Regions from separate parts of the Drosophila melanogaster genome. Here region 2 is linked to region 1. The links are chromatin contacts, called in public HiChIP or PLAC-seq maps. All regions are on one chromosome and are shown on one strand. Each heading gives the region's core, a stretch centred on a gene start, on an enhancer-like site or on the middle of the called end of the contact. The rest is flanking DNA. Distances are from core to core; before and after follow the strand shown. Region 1 holds the start of hang (hangover). Region 2 holds the start of Arp2 (Actin-related protein 2).

What was found. HiChIP or PLAC-seq counts read pairs in DNA pulled down with a chosen protein or histone mark.
Region 2: a Psq HiChIP or PLAC-seq map of the Kc167 cell line shows a contact between it and region 1, with 3 times the contacts expected there. The contact joins the promoter of Arp2 here to the promoter of hang in region 1. A contact is called at or near these places in 6 of 107 Hi-C or Micro-C datasets (the D17-c3 cell line, the Kc167 cell line, the S2 cell line and 2 more) and 1 of 6 datasets of contacts at active chromatin or transcription factors (the Kc167 cell line).

What each region holds. Positions count from the first base shown.
Region 1 is chrX:16,418,499-16,424,774 of dm6, forward strand. It overlaps hang (hangover), which reads left to right and starts at 4,333. Exons shown (of 8, transcript NM_167521.3): 1 at 4,333-5,129. The coding sequence starts at 4,782. It overlaps AnxB11 (Annexin B11), which reads right to left and starts at 3,744. Exons shown (of 8, transcript NM_001272689.1): 1 at 3,283-3,744; 2 at 1,552-1,620; 3 at 706-1,272; 4 at 170-551; 5 at 1-91. The coding sequence starts at 1,563.
Region 2 is chrX:16,551,605-16,558,053 of dm6, forward strand. Arp2 (Actin-related protein 2) reads right to left here and starts at 2,347. Exons shown (of 7, transcript NM_001103531.2): 1 at 2,177-2,347; 2 at 1,740-1,954; 3 at 736-846. The coding sequence starts at 1,787. It overlaps Pp2B-14D (Protein phosphatase 2B at 14D), which reads right to left. Exons shown (of 1, transcript NM_001258786.3): 1 at 3,023-6,449. The coding sequence ends at 6,091.

The sequences.
Region 1 (6,276 bases), core at 3,083-5,582:
TCCCGCGCCGCCGTGCACAAGGAGGTAAGCAGCCGCTTAAAGTTGCCCGACGTCTCCGACTTTAGTTCAGACTCCAAATGGGCGCCGTACACTAATATACACGATTGGCAGAAACAAAATCCATATTAGAACAAAGAGAAAAGGCTAAGCCAAATAGATTACGACCTACATCGTAAGTACTGGTTTTTGATCGTATTGATCTCCATGTTGGACAGCGTGCAGAGGATCTCGATGAGGACCTCCTCGTCGGTGCCCAGGCCAGCCATGGCATCGTTTAGCTCGGCGCAGTAGTAGTCCACGATGGGACGCAGCAGGCCGACGAGGAGTTTCTCAAAGTTGCCGCTCGTCTCCGACTTGATGTCCTCGATGAGGTCCTTGCCGAAGTGCGTCTTGAACTGGCGCTGGATCTCCTGGCGCTGCTCGTTGGATCGCCGACAGATGATGTTAATCAGAGCGTCCTCATCTGTTCCAAAGCCCTTCATGGCCTTGCGCAAGTCGTGAGCATCCTTGACGGCATCGAAGTTTGCGGCAGGCACCACCGTGGGAGTTCCCTGAAAAGAACAGTCAAAACAGTCACTGAAAACGAGCTCAGATCTGATGGGCATGATGAACATGTATTGTTTTAGACCCGCCCTGGAACAAATTCGACTGAGGATGGGGAAGTGCGGTTAGTGTGGACGTGAGTCCCCAAATTTGATGACCAACCTCTCTGTGAGCTGGGAGTGACCGATGCGCGTGCCCCTGACCATTCCCATGCCCCTGTCCATGCCCATAGCCCTGCCCATATCCATGCCCATATTCATGTCCTTGCCCATGTCCGTGCCCATGTCCTTGCCCATGTCCATGTCCTTGTCCATGTCCTTGTCCGTTTCCGTAGCCATAGCCCGCATCATATCCGGCTGTCATGGCCGGTGTGTATCCACGATCCGCGGGATAGGGACTGTTCGACACCGATGGCTGCTGATAATGATTGTGCGCTGGAGGAGCGTATTGTGCCGGGTAAGGATTCGAGGTGGGATATGGTGGATAGGATGGGGCGGCGGACGGGTACGGTGCCGACATTGGTGGATAAGGAGCTGGAGCTCCGCCTGGATATTGCTGATGCTGCTGAGGATGCATTTGGGACGATGGCTGTGAGTGTGGGTGTGGCTGGGAGGGTGGTGGGTATGGCGAGTTTTGCTGCATCGGTGGCACCCAACCAGCTCCAAAGGGCGCCCGTGGCGGCTCGTGGTGGTTAGTGGAGGTAGGGGGGTGCGATGGCATTCCAGAACCCTATAAAAGTCAGAAAATGTACAATTCAAGTTGACTCCATGGCGCTGAATTAAACACAGAGCTCACAAGAATGACATCTATCTCTTAGAAAAATGAATCAGACTAAACGAAAGAACTCACCCGAATAAATTATTATAGTTTTATACCCAAAAAAATATGTTATACCAAACTTATTTATAAAATATATTGTGAATATGTTATGATATTTAAGAACCAAGGCACTTATTAATGCTGATACTTTTATAACTAAAATCTACAGGATGTGCATTCAAAACTTACGAAGGGATACATTTTGAGGGAGGTTCTATGGAGATTCTGTGGATAATTTCCGGTGATTGAGATTCAGTACTGGAAAAGAGCAAAATAGGAATTATGCGTTTCGTTAAATTGAAAATATTCACACACATGCACAAGTACAATGTACATATAGTTTTAATGTTTAATCAGCTGATCTAACATCATGTTAAAGATTGGTGCTCAAATAGAAGGTACAAGCGACTTTGAACCGAAACATTAGATTACACTACGCAACAAAACGTGCTAATGTACAAATCAAACTTTAAGTTATAAAATAGGTCTAACTTGTATTTGAGTATACATACATTGGAAACCAATCAAATTGGAGTGGGGATTGCGCTATTAGATAAGAACACTATTACAGGGTATGCCTTATAATTTAAGCAATTAAGAGTAATATGAATTTGCGTCATATATGGGATAAAGGCATCCGGTTTTGCTTAGAGAGGGAACTTCCCAAAAAAATAAATCAACTGATATGGATATATGAAATATGCAAAAACATTAAAATAAAATAATTAATTTCGGCGATATAGTAAACTGTCCCAAGAGACCTTATAATGGTTCCACTGAAATGTCGCCAATGTAGACTTTCGCCACATGTACACATGTATGCTACACCCATTTGTGGCCCACAAGGTACTTCATATCTACATATATATATATATATATACATATATATACATATATATAAACGTTGTGTTTTCCCTTTTACCTTATATTATATATGCGCAATATAGCTGCGGGTCATGCGTGTTACTTGTAATTTATAATTTTTTGCTTCAGACAGAGGGACGCCTCCTGACTTAATGGGTATGGAAACAAATGTGAGGCCTGAATATAATATATTAAACTATTTGCACAAAGGCTTTGGGTTTGTTTTCCAATTGTTTCGTCATTTGCAAAGCCTTTCTTGAAAACTTTTCAATTGATAAACATAAACAACTGCATGTACGGTCTGTTCTGTCCCACTCTTTATACATTTTTAACCAAAAAATTAAGTTAAATTCGTTTTGGAAAAGACTTCAATGGCACCTCGCAGCGCAAATAACCAGAACAATGGCTTTATTTCCACCGCAGCGATTTCTGCGGTCCATTATCATCGGAAAGGGCCGTTTTCAAGGCAACAGAACGCATTTGCTCACTCCGAGATGATTCATCTTACACTCAAACCCACGTCAACAAAGTCTACCCGTGCGCATACATAAGTATCTATGTATCTAAGTATCTATGTATACTAATTGAGTCATGCTTTTACAAATGGATCAGAAGTAAAATTCCTGTGAATTTTGGATTCATAGTTACATAGAGCCGAAAAGATATTTCGAACATTTGCGAAATACAATTTTGATGCTTCATTTTGCAATTAGTTGTTGTACTTTTTATATATTTCTTTACTTATGATTTTGGCACAGTAAATTCGAACAACTTTGCGTAAATACCACTAAAAATAAGACAATAATCGCTTACAACTTTGAGTGCGCTTATCTTGAAATTCTTTGAAATGGTCCCGGATTCCGGGAAAAGTATAAGTTCGATCGCTTTCATTTAAGTATAACCTATTAAAAGCGCACATGAGATAGATAGATAGGTCAGAAGATTGGCATTTAGGCATAAAAATGGGCCTTATGTGCACGCCCCTACATAATTAGATACATAGGTGGGCGCATCTATTCCTATTGTATCATAATTTATTAGATGGTAATTATTTACTAGCAAGGTCGCAATCAACAGATGGGTAAAACGCACACAAGTGCAGCACATCAACACGTGTCAGTGCCGGTGTGCGTGCGTGCGTGTGTGTGAGTAGTTGCATTTCGAGATACAATTGTATCTTTGTATCTGAAGATATCAAACGAAAGTTTCTATCGCTGGTTACCCCGCCACCAGTCGTACGATATATGTATTTCTTCTCGGCAGATACACACACAGGCACACAAATACGTCTGTCTTGGAGAATATTTGGGAGCAGAGACTTAAAGTAAAGATTTCACAAGTCTACACTTCAGGGAAACGTGTTAAACAGCAATAAGAACACGCATGTTGCGCGAAAACAAATACACCATAAAGAACGGCACAATTATAACGCTTTTAATTACTTTAAGTATCGGCAAACGCGATGTTGGCACTCTGCGGGTATTTTGTAATGCCGAAGTGAATTTATCAACTGACTTACCGCCAGGGCGGGACAACAACCTGTTGTTACTTTGATTACTCGATTCTAGTCGATAGCTGTGCCCTTTCCAATCGGAATATCGGTGGCTATCGAGTAGCCGGTGCATTCACAATTTCGTATGTTCCCGGTATAACTGCGAAGTAACTGCAATATTAAAACATTATTTTCTTTAATTTGGAAATCAGTTTTCAGAATTCACTTTTGTAGTTGCTTAATTCAAATCTCTTAACATACCTAATTTCCCAATAAGAAATCAACGGAAATTTAAGCTAAAGTACGTTCAATGCAGTAAATTTTATGATTCACTTTATAGAGAATCTTTGTACAATCTTTATGTGGAGTTTTTCATACTTTTATTTTGAAATTCTATATAGCCGCGATATAAAAAGTCAAAGAGATCGACTTATCGAATTAAAATGGCTTCTTTGATGGTTATTTCCCAGAGTGACCGGGTATGCGACCGCTAAGAAAAACCGCCGTACAGTGGTAAGTGTGACCACGCATGCGTCTGCCACAAGCGATAGCGATAGTAAGGTCCAGGCTTCGCCCGGCGTGCCCATCTCTAGCCAAAAACGACCTTTTTTCGCCAGAAATCATTTTCCCGTTTACAGTCGCAGATACGCCACGGCAATTCGCAGTCCCAGTGTAGCGGTCATTTTTTTTCCAGTGCGACTCCTCCAAACAAAAGCGAAGTGGAAAAATAGGCGAAGATAAAGGAAACCCAAGAGCGAAACTCCAAATTGCGAATCAGCAAAGGATCAATGGCAACGAAATAAGTAAAAGAACCAGTGCGAACAATGTGCGAAAAGTGGGAAACGCGAGCGGCGTGGTCGTTTCCGTCGGAGAGCGGATAATATAGCACATAGTAGTATATTGTAGTAGTGGATGTGGATGGTGTGGAACGATTGCGAACGGACGCAGACCGAAACAAAAGTGAAAACGTGCAAAAAACCAAACCCAAAAACAAATTCAACCGAGAAGTAGAAGCAAGCGGCAAAGAAGAGAGCGAGAGGGCGACCAATACAAAAGCGACAAAATGTGCGACGCTGCGGCGGCAACAGCGACAACAACAACAACAGCAGCAGTAGCAGCAGCCGTCGCAACAACAACAGCATCGGTAGCATTGGAGGCCACAGCGACACAGCCTGGAACGACAACGACGACGGTAGCCACTGCGTCAGCGGGAACCACATCCCCTGAAGCGGCCATTCCAACAGCAGCAACAGCAACATCGGCGAGAAACAGCAACAGCGAACGGTCGGCGCGACAAAACTGCTGTCGCCTGTGCATCGCCCCACAAACCGAATGCATCTCGATCATCAATAGCTATGCGGCCGACAAGGAGCCGCTGTCCACCAAGATCCACAACTGCGTCGGCATCAAGGTGAGTGGTTATGGGTATGGGTATGGGTGTGGGCATGGGCACGGGTGCGGATGCGGATGCGGGTATATACATAATCCGGCTGTTGCCATCGCCATTGCTGCCGTCGGTGTCGTCATCCCGGGTCTCCGATTCCGAGTCCGAGTCCGCCGCTCTCACTGAACGCTCTCTTGGGTGCTCTGGCACTCCGGTGCTCTGGTGGTTGGACACCATTAACAGTTATACACACAGATCCCAAATGGTCAGTGGAAGGATGAGGCGGTGGCCACACCCGTTCGCTGGACAGAATGGAAAAGTGAGGTTACGGATGATGCCGAGTAACCATTGGGCAGTGGGCATTGGGCCCCGGAGTTCAAGACCCATCGAAGGGGGATTGTGCAAGCAACCAAAGATGATGGCCAGCCACATCCAAAAACGAAAAACCAAGCAAACAAAAAAAAAAAAAACGAACGAACCGAAAACCAGCCAAACTCCGCCTCCTACTCCTCATCTGCTTTGGTATGGGTGTGTGGCTAGGTTTTGGGTTTCCAATGTTTCCACTGCCAAGTCACGATGCAGTGGGAGTGGAAGAGAATGGGTGTAGGAGAAAGAGGAGACGGAGGAGTAGAATTGGAGCTCCATTCTGGCTGAAATCCAATCACGACCACAATCTTTAGCTCATAATCAAACTTGAACTCTACACTTTTGCTACTCCTCCTTCTTCGATTCCATTGCTTTCATTGCCTTCCCGCTTTGAGGTTAGAACTGATCCTGCTTCCTTTCCAAAAATCTACAGCCTGCTCCGCTTGCTCCTCTTCTTCCTCCAGCGGCTCATCCGTTTCCTCGTTCTCCTTTTCATCCTCCACTTCTCGATTGCGAGAGCAGCTGCGAATGACCAGCACAAAGCATAAAGCCCGATGAGCGCGCCGTCGTTGCCGCCGCCGCCGCCGTTGTTGCCTTGGTATTAGTGTGCCTGGCTGCGTCTGTGTGCCCCTGGCTGTATCGGTGTTGGTGTGTGTGCGGCGGACACACAGAGATTCAGAGATTCCAGGCCAGAAAACCGAAAAACCGAAAACCCAAAAACCCAGGCCAATTACATATAATTTTGCGCTGTAGCTGCCTGCTGCGTACCTTTTTCAAGGAATTTCGCTTGGAGGGCAGCAGTTGCTCT
Region 2 (6,449 bases), core at 1,097-3,596, 130 kb after region 1:
TTTTTTTTTTATTGCTATTCAAGATGTGTTCTTAATGATTCTTAATTTGATGTTTCTTCTGTCTAAAGTAAAGAACTTCTAAGTAAGATCTATATATCGAAAATCAAGTGATGCACTCAAAAAAAAAAAAAGCTTAATGTCTGCGGGGTTCAGCCTCCATATCCACAGTTTATTAAGCTATGCCTAAACCTTGGTTAAAATCAGATATCCACGGACCAACTTTTAGCATGATATATTTACCATAATATATATTTATATATTTTGTATGCATGTGTATAATAATATGAGGGCCCACACACCGAGACCAATGCAACTCAAGCAAAAATGCAATATTGGGATAAGTGACCCCCAGAAGTGATGAAATCAAGATGGTAAATGAAACGATATGCGAATGGGGTAGATCGAAAACAAATTATATAGAAGTAAGTAGATATGCGACACTAATAGACAGAATAGAAAATAGAGCAATTCCACTCCAAAATCAGATGGGTTAGGGGTGAAAAAATATGGTGGGTAATTTGGTGGATAGTGAACTTCTATGCGCTAAATGTATTTCTTGCCGTTTAACTAGTCATGGAGTAGTTACATCGAAAAAAAAAATGATATAATATATGGATATTCGTGTATTTGATGGCCTGTGCACAATTGAATTTGTGTAGTGTATATGGTTGTACTATCTCATCATATTGTTAATTAATTTTAGATACTTTAATTGGTAAGTACGATGGATCATACCTTGACTTCGATATCGCCGATTTTGTTGACCGCCCGAATCATGGGTCGTCCCACCATCGAGGGAAAAATGTGGGTGGGGAAATTGCTGCCGGCATATCCGCACTTAACGAACTGAAAAATAAATGGAGATGTCATAAATACATATATTTATATTATGGTGTATGTGGAAACACATTAAAATAATATGACAGCCGACATATGTACATATATTATTATTTGAGTTAAGCCCTAACACGTAATATGATAATTTAAAATGCTTTTGTATCAACAGGTACTTAAAAATTGCACATAATAATAATAAATAATTATTTTTAATCATTTTGTTTAAGACCAGCTATATCATTTTTCCCGGTGCAGCATTTCCTTGCGTTTTTACTGCTGTGACTTATCGAATTCGGACCGTTATCACAAAACAAAAATTTTTGAATTAGTTTTGATTATTTGGTTTAGGACCAGCTAAATCATTTTTCTCGGTGCAGCATTTGCTTGCGCTTTTACTGTTGTGGTTTATCGGACGCTTATCGAAATCGGACCGTTATCACAATACAAAAATTCTGGGCCTGCGATAAGAACTGATTGTCGGAAATTTTATGGAAGTGTTGGTGTGTGCCAGTGTCGCTCTTTCGACAAATATGTAGGTGTGGGAGATACTGAGTAACGCTGGAATCGTGAGTAATCCACTGATTAGTCAAGCGGAGAGCAAGAAGAAGAGTGGGGAAGCGGAATATAAAGGAGAGGAAGAGGCAATCGCGTAATTGCAACTGCTGCAACTGCTTGACTAACCGCGACGTCAACGCCCGCTGGCCAGCAAGCAGTGAAATAAGCAGCAGCAGCAGAAGCGCTGCTTAGTCCACAAGAAGAAGAAAACGAAAGAAGCGCAGCCAACAACACTCGAAATGTGTGTCACACACCAGTCGTTGGTGATGGTGTGGGTGTGTGCGCTCTGTTTTCACCGCTTGTGGGTGATGTGGGCGGTGCGGGTGGTGACTTTCCCGTTATCTTACCCCAGTGCCGTTATCACAGACGATAACATTTCGACCCTTGCTGTCCATGCTTGAAGGACTCAAAACCGGATCTCTGGAAAACCACTGCTTCTGCTACTCCCGTTGCTTCTGCCTCTGCTGTGGCAACTGCCTTTCCACTTCCACTGATGACGCGACCAGGTTGCCTTTTTGGGTGTTGGTTGTGATTCGGTTTGAAATCACAGCTCGCAGCGCCTCTGCTCGATAAAACCAAACAAAATATTGCACATCAATCGCCTTTCCTGTTGACTTCCTGGGCCGTTTGTTGAGCACTACTGTTAATTGATTCCTTTTCGGCTTTTTTTGTATTTGGACCGCCGGAGAGCGATTGTACTTAATCATACACTTTCCTCTTCCACTCGCACACTCTCACAACACGCGGGCGGGAACCTTGCTCTCTTCGCCACTCTATCGCTTACGTTTATCGCCGCTTCGTTTGGCGGTTATTGGGAATTGAACTCTTAATTTAGACTCGCAATTAAATTTAGGCCGAAACAGTTTGCCGCTATCGACTATTTATACTTATAATTTAGTTATACTGCTGTACAAAAACTCCCTCGTTACTCCCCAGAGTTGAATAAAAATAGATGCATATTCGATACTATCGGCGTTGGACTGAAGCGTACAAAACACCGAAAATAAATACCAGAACCGTTTAGATACTAGATCCAATTATATTTTTTTATTATTTTACAAATTTGTTAATTAAGTTTACTAGTCTGTGTGCCACTTTTAACAATTTAAAAAAGATTAAAAAATACAAGTTTATTAGTAATATATGTTACTTGCACAGGATTTACACAAAACAATTTCAATTCAATTAAGACTTTATTAATTAAATTATTGGATTAAAGATTTGGCAATTTAACAACTAATCACATCTATTTGAAAAACCAATTCGGCAATTGCTGAAATTTCAAAATACTCACATTGATTTCTGGTATTTTTCGTTTGCGCTCTTGCCTCTCGTTCACTCTCATACTTGGAAAAATATTCTTGAATTAAGACTTAAAACAGGTTCAAAATTTGGCGCCATCATTGAATACATGCATGTATTTAAAGAATTGTAATTTAAGCAATTAAGAAGAAAAATGATAACTTGACAATACTGCTCCCAAGGATAAAAAGTTAAGTGATCGAACGCCATAAAATGGAAAGTTTGTTGCTGATTTATTTTATTCCGTTTATATAGTATGTATATGTATGTATAATTTAATAATATAATAAACGTTACTCATTTGTTATCTTTATAATTGCTTTAAGAGGCGAAATGTCTTATATATGTATGTATATACCATGCAGCCGTCTCGTTCCCGCATTTTTTGATTCTGCTTTTGTCTGGGTATTATGTGTTATATTGAACGTTTTAATGCTTTTTAAATAGTTCCCATAAGTATGTTGGCATGGTCTTGACGTACATATTATCAAAATCTACTCATCTCCTCCTCAGCCGTTCTATTCAATTATTTACTTTTACTATGTGCCAGGAAGTTTTGCCTATGCCTCATGCAATAGTTATGTACTTTCTTTATCGAGGGAACTAAGCAAATGTATTGTTAGTCATACATAGTGTAGAATTATTAATACTTCTTAGCTTTATTATTTACCATGGCTCTTGATACACTCGGAATGCAAATCGCCCTAAGAGAATCCAAAATTTACAATTAATTTATTTCAGAAAATTATCTGAATATTGCCTACGTTTAATGGCTTAAAATGTATAGTTCTTTGATAATTAAACTATATTAAAAAAAAAAAATTAAAACTTAATTGTTGACCTATGCGTATTTTGGTATTAACAATTGAAATAAATATTTGTTGTTTTTCAAAAATTATACCTGAAATGTTGTCCATCAATAGAAACATTTGTTTATAGCCTAACAATATGGAATTTAGTTTTCAATTTCATTATTTTAAATCCGTAAAAACCCATACTTGTTGAAAATATTTGCGGCGATTTTCGAACATAAATGCCGATTGATTTTCTGAGTGTATACAATCATTCTATGGAATTGGTGTTCTTGGCGTTCAATACTCGAGACTATTGCAATTAAATGTGATTTGGGGGAACTCCCATTTCACTCGACTAACTAACTAAGTATGCATTTGCGGTGTAACAACATTAACAATTTTAACCACATATAGAACAGAAACTCTGAAACTTAAACGGCCCAACAGCTTTCATCAACTTTCAATAATTATATAGTTGTGGTGGAGGATTAACAAAAAAAAAAAACGCTATATATATATCTATATAAATATGGTGTATCTCTCAATTAGTTGAGTAAGTTGTTTCCATTTCTCCATCTTTTTTTTTTTTATAAAAGCTAAGAGGGAAACTCTGCGACTGCCGCCTCATCCTTGATTTGTTTCTTTTAGCTACGATTTAATTAATCTTGGTATTGTTACGATACGTGCATAGATCACTAAAACTAACTGTTTTCCAATGCCAACTCGGTATATAATATATATATATATCTGTATAAATATTTAGATTAGAGTTCAATGCAATTATTGGTGGTTGAAGAGTCGAAGCAAAAGTACAGCGTTAATATTCTTGGTTCGTGGATAATATGATCTCGATGAAGGCATTTCTTGCGTGAGTATGTATGTGGTATATCTTATAGCTTTTGATTTCGCATTGATAGTGGTTGTGATTAGTGATAAAGGAGAAGCTGATATCATCGGTTTTTGGGAAGAGGTGTAGGCGCAAATTGAGAACTTGATTGCCATCATTATCATTGAATTGATCTGAAACGCCGAAACTCATCCGTTTCTCATGTGTGTGCCATGCCTTATACTTACTTAAATACATCTCATTCGCTTAATCTCATTGCAATTAGCTCATACTAAGTCAAGGAAAATAAGTTTTGTGTTTGTGTGTGTGTGTGTGCTAGCGCTCTTTCTCTCTCAACAAAAATCGATTCGCTAAATTAGTTAATTAATTAATCGTTTAGTTCAATTTACACGCAGAAATATATTATACGTTATTAGGTTTACACAGTAATTTAATAGTTAAATATTTGATTTGCTATTTAAATGGTAAACGATCCGTTCTTTCAGTGTTCAAAATGCATTCACATCAATGGAAATCGATCGATCCTATTCATCAATTTATTAATTAGCTAGACTGTGATCCTCAAACAACGATTATCATCTTGTGTGATCTCTTATGGATTTTTGCTGCTTTTTCTTTGCTTTTGCTTTTGCCATTTGGTTGGTTTTTTTTTGTTTTTTGTTTTTTGTTCGCCAAGCTACTGATAAAACGCAAATAGTTAGTTATACACACACAGTCGTACACGTAAAATGTAACATATTAAGTCAAAAGTTAGATTATGCAACAATAATACATATACATATATTTAAGTATATATTTAAAAAAAAAAAAATAAACTCTGATTTCACTTTCAATGTTTAATTCGTATAAGGAACATTTATGGACTATTGCGGCACATATTGCAAATGGTTTCGAATTTGTTTGCTTGTTTCATTCGTTTCTTCTATGCAAGATTACATTTCTAGAGTTCAAGGATTACGATTATTACAAAAAATGACCTTTGCTCATTTCAAATTTCATTACACTTTCGGTTGCATCTCGGCACTGCGCCTCGATATTTCTAAATAATCATATGTATACATATATGTACGCTTCTTTTTTGCCGCTGCTAAATGTTTGGAACAGATTAGCGCTGGATTTTGTTTCCCATATCTCTTCAATTGGATTAGTGTTTCTTGCCTCTGGGGATTATGGGGATTCTGCTGGGGTTTTTCATCTTAAATTATCGCATTATCGCAGGGGGAGGGATTTCAATTAGCTCTTTCCGTTTTGTTCATTTTCCATTTTAAAATTTGCCCATTTCAGTTTATAGTTTATACATTACAACTTAAGCTAGGTTATGGGTTACGTTATGGGTTGGTTTTCTTCTATCGCGAAAGGGAATTTTCCGTTTTGGGGGCCGGCGCGCCAAAGTATGCCACACATAATTTTAATATCCAATGTGCGCGCGCCTGCGTAAAAACAAATCTCTGCTCCGTGCCGTCGGTTTGGAGGCTCTGGGCCATGGACATAGACATGGGCATGGAGCTGGTGCGGGATCACATACGAAATGCAGGGGGTTATGACAATTACTTAGAATTAGAATTGGTTTTAGTATTTAAGTTGTTGCTCTGCCACATTAAGTTTAATTAAGGTTCCGTTCGGTTGGTGTTCTTTGTGTTGCCTCCGCTCCGCTCCACTCAGCCCCTCCTTCAGACCAATTCAGACCTCGCCAGACTCCACCGTGCCGCATCTGCATCTGCATCCTCGTCCTGCAGCCGCACTAGATGGCACAGCTTACCCATGTCCAGCCCCATTTTTGCCGCCCTGCTGACTGTGCTGATTCGGATCCTCGCTGGGCGTGGGCGGCTGATCCCGCCGCGGCGGCATCCGTTCGTTGACGGCATCCAGGCCCTTGGCCTCCGCGAACGAGGTAATCTTGTGGTTGGGCGAGAAGCCCTGCATGGCGTTCTTGAGCGACTGCTTGCCGCCGGAGAGGGCGCCGAGGGGCAGGGCGCCCGTGGGCGTCAGGCCCTTCAGCTGCAGCACCGACTCGGACTCCTCGCGCAGCACGGAGAAGACGCGCGCCATCTTGCCAATGGCACGGATCTTGTTGCGTATCACCTCCTTGCGCAGCGCCGCCTCGTCGTCGGAGA